Linked DNA regions of Hordeum vulgare: region 1 is linked to region 2. The links are chromatin contacts, called in public Hi-C maps. All regions are on one chromosome and are shown on one strand. The core of a region is the stretch at or near the end of the contact, and the rest is flanking DNA. Distances in the headings are between cores, read along the strand shown.

Region 1 (5,263 bases), core at 222-2,721, 360 kb before region 2:
ATACACAAGGACAGCATGAAGCACATGGGTCCAATATTTGGCATTTGGGCCCTCTCAAGTTCACTTACTCGAAAAGGAAATTACTGAAACATTACCTACAAATACCATCTCAGATACATAATGATTTCTGCCCGGTTTTATTGCAACATCTTACCAGATCATATAACAAGTTTTGAGCCATACACAATTAATATATGTTGAGGGGCCCTGTGCAATTAATTCTAGGCAACACATGACATTGCCAACAAGGAAGTCTATAGTTTGACTGAGACCACGATTCAGCAACCGCAGCTTTACCTCAACACCAGCACCACGATGGTAATCCATGGTCAGAGTTTCTGCTGTTCTCTTTCCCTCGTCGTAACAACTCCTTACACCTGCACATTGGCAAAAATGACACATATCAAAATGGAGTGGGCAGACAGAAATGGGCAGTGGTTGAAATATACTACTATTGGGCTTGTTGCATATGACAAATGTTTTCTCCTTTTCAAGATAAAATTAGCACACCTATAGGATTGACATGGCCCCAGTAACTCTCCTTTTGAGGATGCTCTAGAGGATCACCGTACACCTCACTGGTGCTGGTGAGCAAGAACCGGGCACCGACCCTCTTCGCCAGTCCCAGCATGTTCAACGTCCCCATCACATTGGTCTTGTGCAGTATCAGTTAAGGAACCTATTAGGAACAGTATCGAAACAAAAACTACAGAGAACTCTAGGTTTTTTCGGCAATGCAGGCACAACACTTCAATTTTCCCAGGCCATTGTTGACCTACTAGTATTTAAGCAATCCTTTCTACATAAAAGCAAACGAATACAGTGGAGAGGGAAAAAAGGATATGATGGTCTTGATTGGGTTGAATTTGTAGTGGACGGGGGAGGCGGGGCAGGCGAGGTGGTAGATCTGGTCGACCTCGAGGAGGATGGGCTCGACGACATCGTGGCGGATGAGCTCGAAGCGAGGGTTGGCGAGGTGGTGCGCGACGTTTTCCTTGCGGCCCGTGAAGAAGTTGTCGACGACGATGACGCTGTCCCCGCGGGCGAGGAGCTTGTCGACGAGGTGGCTGCCGACGAAGCCGGCGCCCCCGGTGACCACGACCCGCAGGGCCTTTTTGCGGACGCCGACGGGGAGGCGGCGCGGCGACGCGTTGGCGGAGGTGACGGAAGTGACGGTGGCGACGTGGGCGGAGGAGGAGAGAGAGATGGGGTGCGGGGCGAGGGCGGGGTAGAGGAGGAAGAAGGAGGAGGCGAGGAGGAAGCCGAGGAGGACGAAGAGGAGGCGGTGCTCGCGGAGGAGGTAGGACGCGAGGGAGCGGGAGAGGGAGGAGCGGTGGTGCGGCCGGTGCTGCTTGCTGAGGCTGGGCTGCCGGTGGAGCTGCTTCATGGTCAGACGGCGGCGGCGGCGGATCCGCTCGCCGGCGGGCGCGGAGGGAGTAGGCGAGAGTGAGGGGGGCGGACTGAGGAGGCGGCACGTGTGATGTGGGCGTGGAACGCCGTGGTGGCCTGCTCCCCGCAGATGCCGCACGTGCGTGGAAACCTTCTTTGCCCTTTCTCCTGTGCAGTTTACCAACTCGTCTGGATTCATTAGAGGGCGCGTATTAATAACGTATAGTGATGTAAATGTCAACTAGGACCGCATAGCGCAGTGGATTAGCGCGTCTGACTTCGGATCAGAAGGTCGTGGGTTCGACTCCCACTGTGGTCGCTACTCTTTTATCTATGTACGTTACTTTTGAAATAATTTGCACCGTGCCATCACATATAGCTTGAAAATAGATTTCCAGACAACGTGCAAACTACATACATGTATATTGTCACAAAGACTTAGAAGCATTAATGTTTAACTACATACATTAGATCTTTCGTGAACAATTTTACAAATATGTGAACAATTTTAAAATATTAAAATATGTGAACAATTTTAAAATTGAGAACATTTCTTACAATTTACAAACATTTAGTAAAAATCGTGAATATTTTTTATATTTTGAACGGGTTTAAATATTTTCTTTCGAATTGGCGACCAATTCAAAAAAGACGAACATAATTTTTGATGTTGGAGGATTTTATTTTAAATTCACAAACATTTTTTTGAAACGCATGAAGTTTTTCTGAATAAACAAACATTTTTATAAATCAGTAATATATTTATTAAATTTATGGACATTGTTTTGGAATTTGCAAAAAAAAAAAAATCCGGCGCTTTTTTGAACCCTATTTTTAATTCAAAATAAAAATTCGTCAGCATTTTGATTCAAAATTCATATTTTTGAATATGCAAAAGTTTTTGTATTTCTAAATTATTTAAATTATAAATAAACAAAAATGGAAAGGAAAATTTTAAATAAAAAAAGAAACTATCAAAACAGGCATTAGCTATTTTTAAAATTTTAGGACATTTTTTTAATGCATTAACATATTTTGAATTAGAAATTATTTTGTTAAATGCCTTTAATAATTTTTAATACATGGAATTGTATTTGAGATCATGGACTTTTCTTATGGTACAAACATTTTTCTAAAATTGCAAACATTTTATTGTATATGCGAGCATTTTTCACAAAACTCCGAGCAGTTTTTAAAGTCACAAACATTTTAATTTTTTTAATATGTTGATTTATAATGTTCAGTTTATTAAAATATTAAAGATTATTTGAAGTTCTAAATTATTTAAAATAAAAAATAAAATGGAACTGAAAATAAATAAATAAACAGAACTAAAAGCAGGCGCGTGTGCACGGGTCGGCCCATATGGTGTGCTGGAAATTCTCCCACCATGCAGAGCGTAATATAGGAGTTTTTTACATGGGCCGGCCCAGTCCAAAAAATTTCGCTTTGTGAAACGTTTTTAATTACTTACCGGTGGCATGGTGGGTAATTTATGCAAACTTTAGGGGTAATTTTCAAGACGAACGACCAGAAACCGTATTTGCTTTATTATTAGGGAGAGATTTTATAAATCTTTCTCTCTCTTTTTATGTGATTTGTTCTTTTTTGAAATCTTTCTTTGAAGTAGTTGGAAATAGTTTGCATCACGTTACCACATATAGCTTGAAATATATTTCTAAATAACGTGCAAACTATCTCGAACTAATCTGTATCACACAAACATACCTAGTAACTCAAAACATAGTTTGGTTGGTTGGGTTTCACTACTTTTTTGTATGTTATTTTTAAAATCTTTCTCTCTCCTTTTATGTGATTTTTTAAAAATCTTTTTCCGAAGCAGCTAAAATAATTTGCACCAGGCCATCACATATAGCTCGAATATATATTTGAAATCTTTCATTCAAACTAGTAACTCAAAACGTAGTTTGGTTGGTTGGATTTCGCTACAAATTGAACTCAGTTCTTTTTTTGCATGGCAGATCGAATGTCCAAGATGGCAAATTGCGTTGTCATGATGATGACAATTTCCTTTAGCAAGGGTTGTCGTGTTTTTTATTTCCAGGAAAATATAATTGGTCATTAAAAGTTTGATTTGTCATCGTGGTCGCTACTTTTTCTTTGTCGTTATTTTTGAAATCTTTTCCTCCCTTTTTTGAGATATTTTTTTCTTCTAAAATCTTTAGTTGAAGCAGTTGGCAATAATTTGCACCATGACACCGCATATAGCTTGAAGATATACTCACACACAACATGCAAACTATCTAGAACTAATCCCAATCACATGAACACGCCTAGTAACTCAAAATGTAGTTTAGTTGGTTGGATTTCGCTACAAATTGAATTCGGATTTTCTAGCATGGCAGATCGAATGTCCAAGATGGCAAATTACGTTGTCATGATGATGACAACTTCATTTAGCAAGGATTATCATGTTTGTTTTTTCCAGGAATGGCCTCATTGTATGAAACCTTTGCTACTCATGTTGATCTCCCTAAAAAGAAATGGTTTAAATATCATCCACCTATTAAAGAAAAAGTTGAATAATCAATTAAAGATGAGGATGAAACTATCATTTACAATGTTGATCGAGTTGTGCCTACTACTTAAATTGAGAAACCACCTTTCCCTGTTAATATAAAGGACCATGCTAAAGCTTCAACCGTAGTTAACAAAAGTTATGTTAGAACAACCAAACCCTCTGACAAATCAAGGTAGAACCTAATACTGCTATGGTTAAAGATTTCTTGGTCTATAATATCGATGGGCATGTTACTTATTTGAGTGAAGAAGCTGCTAGAATTGCCAAACCTGATACTAAAGATAAAAATAGACATGTTGTTGGCATGTGTGTCGTCTCAGTCAAAATAGTAGATCATTGCTATCATGGTTTATGTGATATGGGTGCTAGTGTTAGTGCTATTCATTTTACCTTATATCAAGAAATTATGTACGACATAGGAAAGGAGCTGAGAATGTTGGGGATCGTAGTAGTAATTCAAAAAAATTCCTACGCTTCACCAAGATCCATCTAGGAGATACTAGCAACGAGCAAGGAGTAGAACATCTTCATACATTTGAAGACCGCTAAGCGGAAGCGTTGCTATGAACGCGGTTGATGGAGTCGCACTCGTAGCGATTCAGATCGCGAAAGATTCCGATCTAAGCGCCGAACAATGGCGCTTCCGCGTTCAACACACGTGCAGCCCAGTGATGTCTCTTTCACCTTGATCCAGCAAGAAGAGAGGAGAAGTTGAGGGAGAGGTCCGGCAGCACGATGGCGTGGTGACGGTGGAGCTACGTGGTACTCCGGCAGGGCTTAGCCATGCGCTGCTGAGGAGGAAGAGGAGGGCTGCGCCGAGGGAGGAAGAAAACTTGTGTGTTTGCAGCCCCAAACCCTTGGATACATATAGGAGGGAGAGAGAGGGGGTGCGCCACCCATAGGGTTTCCCTAGGTGGTGCGGATGCAGCCCTAGATGGGAGGGGCGGCGACCCAAGAGGTGGAGGGCGCGACGCCCTAGGGGTGGCTTGCCACCCAAGGCAGCCACCACGCCTAGGGTTTGGCCTCCCTTTCCCCCCTTGTGTGCCTTGGGTTTTGGTGGGAGGTGCACTAGCCCATCTAGGGTCGCTACTCTTTTTCTATGTACGTTATTTTTCAAATCTTTCTCTCTATTTTTTGGGAGATTTTTTTCATGAAATCTTTCTTTAAAGAAGCTGAAAATAATTGGCACCACACCACCACATATAGCTTGAAATTAGATTTTCACACAACGTGCAAACTATCTGAAACTAATATGCATCACATGAACACACCTACTAACTCAAAACGTAGTTTCGTTGGTTGGATCTCGCTACTTTTTCTTTATATGTTATT
Region 2 (4,798 bases), core at 1,610-4,109:
AATAGCATGGTCAAGATCTCTCTTGGTAAAGGAGAAAAGATCCTTTTTCTGGAAGGATAGGTGGCTGCATGGATTCACGATGGGCGAGATATCACCTGACCTGTGGAAGCTTGTTGCCACCAGGGCGCGCAATTCCACGACTGTCTAGCAAGGGATGATAAACAATGCTTGGACCGAGGATGTGGCTGGAGATATTAACTTCACTCTGCACATACAGATCGCTAACCTTTGCCTTGCAATCTCCACTGTCCCGAGGAATGAGGATGGGCAAGACCAATTCCACTGGCCTGCTGAGGCAATAGGAGTCTACACTGCTAAGGCTACCTATAGCAGAATGTGCATGGGAAAGGAGAGAGATGTCACGTCAGAGTGCATCTGGAGGAGTTGGGCCCCCCTACGGTGCAAATTTTTTGCCTGGCTCATATTGCAATACATGCTTTGGACATTTGACAGGAGAGCCACACATGGGCTACAAGACCAACCATCCGCTTGCTTTTCCTGCTTACAAGACCAAGACAACATTGACCACATCATGTGCCACTGCATTTACGCGACAGAAGTTTGGCACGGATGCTTTCAGAGCCTCAACCTCAACATCCCACCCCCACCCCACCTGGTACGTTCAGAGACTGGTGGTTCGATAAGAGGAGGCCTTTCTCGGGGAGAACCCTCTGTGGCTTTGCATCATTCGTGATCGGGACTACATGGGCGATCTGAAAGCAAAGAAACGCCAAAGCTTTTAACGGGACTAATAACGAGAAAACACACGCGCAACTGATCATGCTCATGCTCAAGAGATCAAGGATTGGAAGCTCGCCGGATTTGGTGTAGGAGGTTTAGATCCTTTTGTGAGAGAGTAGGCTTGTTGTTTCTTTGCTCGTGTCCGTGTAAGCCGCCAATTGGAATATTCACATTCTAATTGGTGTCTTGTAAACTCTATTTTGCCTTCTATAAAAATATGATACGTTATTGGCGTACTCTCAAAAAAAACACACACAATGAAATTACACGAGAGGCATATTACACATTATTTATTTTTCTATTATTTTCCAGACCAGAGGCATTGTTCTGTTATCAACAACAAGTTTCAAAACATGGGAGAACGCAACTAAAAATTTGGAGGCTCATGTTCGAGAGATACAACAGGCAGGACCTGTGGAACATATCTAATGTTTTAGAAAATTTGGAGGTTCACGTGCAACTAAAAAATTGAAGGCTCATTACTCTATTTTTTCACACATTGTTTCATGTTTGAGAGTGGAAGAGAGTTAATGTTTCAGAAACAGAATCTCACCGAGGCTTTCTGATGCGATTTGGTCGATGGAGCTTCAGAAAACACCACAGAGGGGTTTATGAACCAAGATGAAACTCCAGCTCGCGGTGGAAGCCCCTCGACAACACTTGAAGCCGAGAAAGATAGCCGTGCATGTTCTTGAAGCAGGGTCCCTCAATGAGCTAGATTTGCATCGGATCCCATCATCTGGCGCGCGATATGGTGCGTTATGATGTTGCAGAGAGGTCCCCCACGCTTGCGGCGGCTGATTTTGGACGGTTGGGTCGGGCGCCGCATTGGGCGTAGGTTTGTCGGGACCGGGACAAGTGATTGTTTATGTAATATTGCTCATGTTATAGGAATTAAAAAAGGGGACATTGAACATTAGAGGGATTCAACGACCATTGAAGGGATAGATATTTTTTATACGCCGGCCGACGCGTAGCAGCGTCCTTTTTCGTTGGGAAACGCGCGCGCGGCCCGTACGGTTGGCTGGTCACGGATTTGCAACATTTTTTCATTCAGATTTGCTGCAACCACGTTTAAATTTGCTACAACCGTTTCTCATTTTGCTATAATCTATCATTAAAAAAATTTACATCCATGTTTGGTTGCAACTCGAGTTTGTTGGATTTTTTTGCTACAAGCGGCGTTCGATTTTTGTTACAACCGTGTTAATTTTTGCTACAGCCGGTTTCATTTTTTGCTGCAAACTTTCATTAAAAAATTTGCATACACGTTCGTGAGAGTTGCAACCCGAGTTGACCGAATTGTTTTGCTAAAACCTACATTTTGTTTTGCTACCATGCATCATCGGCGTTCTTTTTTTGCTACGACTACATTGATATTTTTTTGCTACAATTATATTTTTGTTGCAACCGTGAACAAAATTTACTGCGTGGTGACCTAAGTTTACAGCATCAAGAAATTTTTGATGCATGAAAGATCTAACGATGCGGCCTGTGGATCTGATGACTGGGCTGCGACAGACCCGAGCGCTCGGCCCGGTGCGTGGGCGTCCAGTACTGCCCTTTTTGTTAGGGGATTAACGATGATAAGTTGAAGCAAGGGCGATGGTAAGTTCGATGCCCGCACAGAGATCGCGACGCACGTAACTGTCAGTGTCACCGGATGAGGCAGCACTATCGCCGCGTCAACGGTCAATGACCACGTCTTTCTCCCTCGTTCCGATTCGTTCTTTTAAAGTTCATCCTGGTCATCACCAAACAAGGAACTAAAGTACGATGACACACATACACACTACACACGCGCAGCGAAGAAAAACCACCAGAAACGAACAAAAGAGGCATAAAACGAGAACCGAATCGACGGCCACCCCGAACCATGCATCACCAACTGCCTCACAGCTCACAGTTCTTCCAGTCCCGGCAATCGCTTTCTTAATATAGGCACATGAATAAAACCGAGGAAAAACGTTTCTGATTTGTTTTTATTTTCACACGCACACACACACACAAAAAAAAAAGAATGATTCCATTTCCATGGCTGCCCATCCATTGATCATCCAAGTGCAGATTTTCTAATCGATCCGGCCCTTGTCCCCTCTCCCCTCTCCTACGTATCATCCGCTCTGCCTCCCTCTGGTGCGTGCGGATCGATCGGGCCGGGGGCCCCATGGCCGCTCACATGGAGGCGCAGAGCTCCTCACGCCGGTATGTTTTCCTGCTCCTGCCAGCAGCACGCACGTCCGCCGATCATGCATGTGTGCCCCAATCCAATCCCCGTTCGTGGGCTCGCCGTGCCAATTAGGGGTTCTATCATATTGTAATGCGGGTTTGGATTCCAACCATGTGGTTCCTTGGGCTGATGGATCCCCTTTGTTTTCCTTTACTATGTGGCGTCGCTCGTCGCCTCTTCTTTATCGCAAAGCTTGAGGTGGCAATTAGTGGGGAACGAAAGAGGTTGCAATTGTATAGCCTGTGTTTTTTTCCCCCTCTCTCTCGATAATTAGCCTGTGTTTTATAGAGAGGATGGGCATTTGGCATTGCGATCTTGCCTTTCTCTGTAGATAGATGCCTAGTTTGATTTCCAACGTGCGTGTGAGAATGGAGGCGCCTTTTGTGGGCAAATTAAATTGACGGGGTGGGGAGGGCACTCGCGCTCGCATGGCGCTACCTAGCTGGGTCTCATTTTACAATTTGTTTGGTTCATACTTGCTTTTCTTCACCATCCACTTTCGTTCATGTCCATCTCTTTTAGCTGTTCCATACTGCCTTTCTCCCTTTTGGTAGATTTTATTTTGGCTCCGCGGTTAATGGGGTGGGGAATGGTAGGATAATTTGGAATTTGGTAGGTGAATTCGCTCAAGTGGGCGGAAAGCCGGAAACGAATGGAGGAAATGGACGACGAATGGCGTTATGGCCTCTCATGACTGTTGTGTTGGTCTCATTGTTGCAGGGCTTGCCGCTAGCTGCCTCGTTTTGAGTGGCGCGTGCTCTGGTTTTGCCGCCGAGCCGAGCCGAGGCAATGGACTCGCCCAGGGCGGGGCAGGCGGCGACGCGGCGCAAGAAGATGACCAAGCAGCTCACCGGGAAGCGGGACGACACGGCGCTGCACGGTGCGGCGCGCGCCGGGCTGCTCGTCGCCGTGCAGGAGACGCTGTCCGGGGCAGCGCCCGAGGAGCTGCGCGCGCTGCTTTCCAAGCAGAACCAGGCCGGGGAGACGCCGCTGTTCGTCGCCGCCGAGTACGGCTACGTGGCCCTGGTGAACGAGATGGTCAAGTACCACGACGTCGCCACCGCCGGCATCAAGGCCCGCAGCGGCTACGACGCCCTCCACATTGCCGCCAAGCAAGGGGATGTAGGTAGGTACATCCATTGTCTACCGTCTACGTCTACGTCTAGTCCTCTCCTCTCTCATCCTCTCACTCTCACACGCACGCACCGCCATCTTCATGTTTTAGTCATGTTGTTTGCATTGCATGCATGGTGCAGAGGTGGTGAAGGAGCTCCTGCAGGCGCTGCCGGAGCTGGCGATGACGGTGGACGCGTCGAACACGACGGCGCTCAACACCGCGGCGACGCAGGGCCACATGGAGGTGGTGCGGCTGCTGCTGGAGGTAGACGGCACCCTGGCACTGATCGCGCGGAGCAACGGCAAGACGGCGCTGCACTCGGCGGCGAGGAACGGCCACGTGGAGGTGGTGCGCGCGCTGCTGCGGGCGGAGCCGAGCATCGCGCTCCGGGTGGACAAGAAGGGGCAGACGGCGCTCCACATGGCCGCCAAGGGCATCAACCTCGACCTCGTCGACGCGCTCCTCGCCGCCGACCCTTCGCTGCTCAACCTCCCGGACAACAAGGGCAACACCGCGCTGCACATCGCCTCCCGCAAGGCGCGGCACCAGATCATCAAGCGGCTGCTCGAGCTGCCGGACACGAACCTCAAGGCGATCAACCGGGCCGCCGAGACGCCGCTGGACACGGCGGAGAAGATGGGCAACGGCGAGGTGGCCGGCGTGCTGGCGGAGAACGGCGTGCAGTCCGCCCGCGCCCTGAGCCCCACGGG

Evidence for each region. A called contact is a pair of places that touch in the nucleus more often than the background predicts.
Region 1: a contact with region 2 is called in a Hi-C map of seedling, with 4 times the contacts expected there. The contact joins the promoter of LOC123446627 here to the promoter of LOC123446626 in region 2. A contact is called at or near these places in 2 of 6 Hi-C or Micro-C datasets (leaf and seedling) and 1 of 1 datasets of contacts at active chromatin or transcription factors (embryo).

The regions. Positions count from the first base shown.
Region 1 is chr4H:465,529,692-465,534,954 of MorexV3_pseudomolecules_assembly, reverse strand. LOC123446627 (UDP-glucuronic acid decarboxylase 1-like) reads right to left here and starts at 1,471. Exons shown (of 7, transcript XM_045123200.1): 1 at 845-1,471; 2 at 511-658; 3 at 298-377. The coding sequence starts at 1,387. It overlaps TRNAR-UCG (a tRNA gene), which reads left to right and starts at 1,635; the gene lies at 1,635-1,708.
Region 2 is chr4H:465,166,652-465,171,449 of MorexV3_pseudomolecules_assembly, reverse strand. It overlaps LOC123446626 (ankyrin repeat-containing protein At5g02620), which reads left to right and starts at 2,859. Exons shown (of 3, transcript XM_045123198.1): 1 at 2,859-2,946; 2 at 3,692-4,097; 3 at 4,228-4,798. The coding sequence starts at 3,761.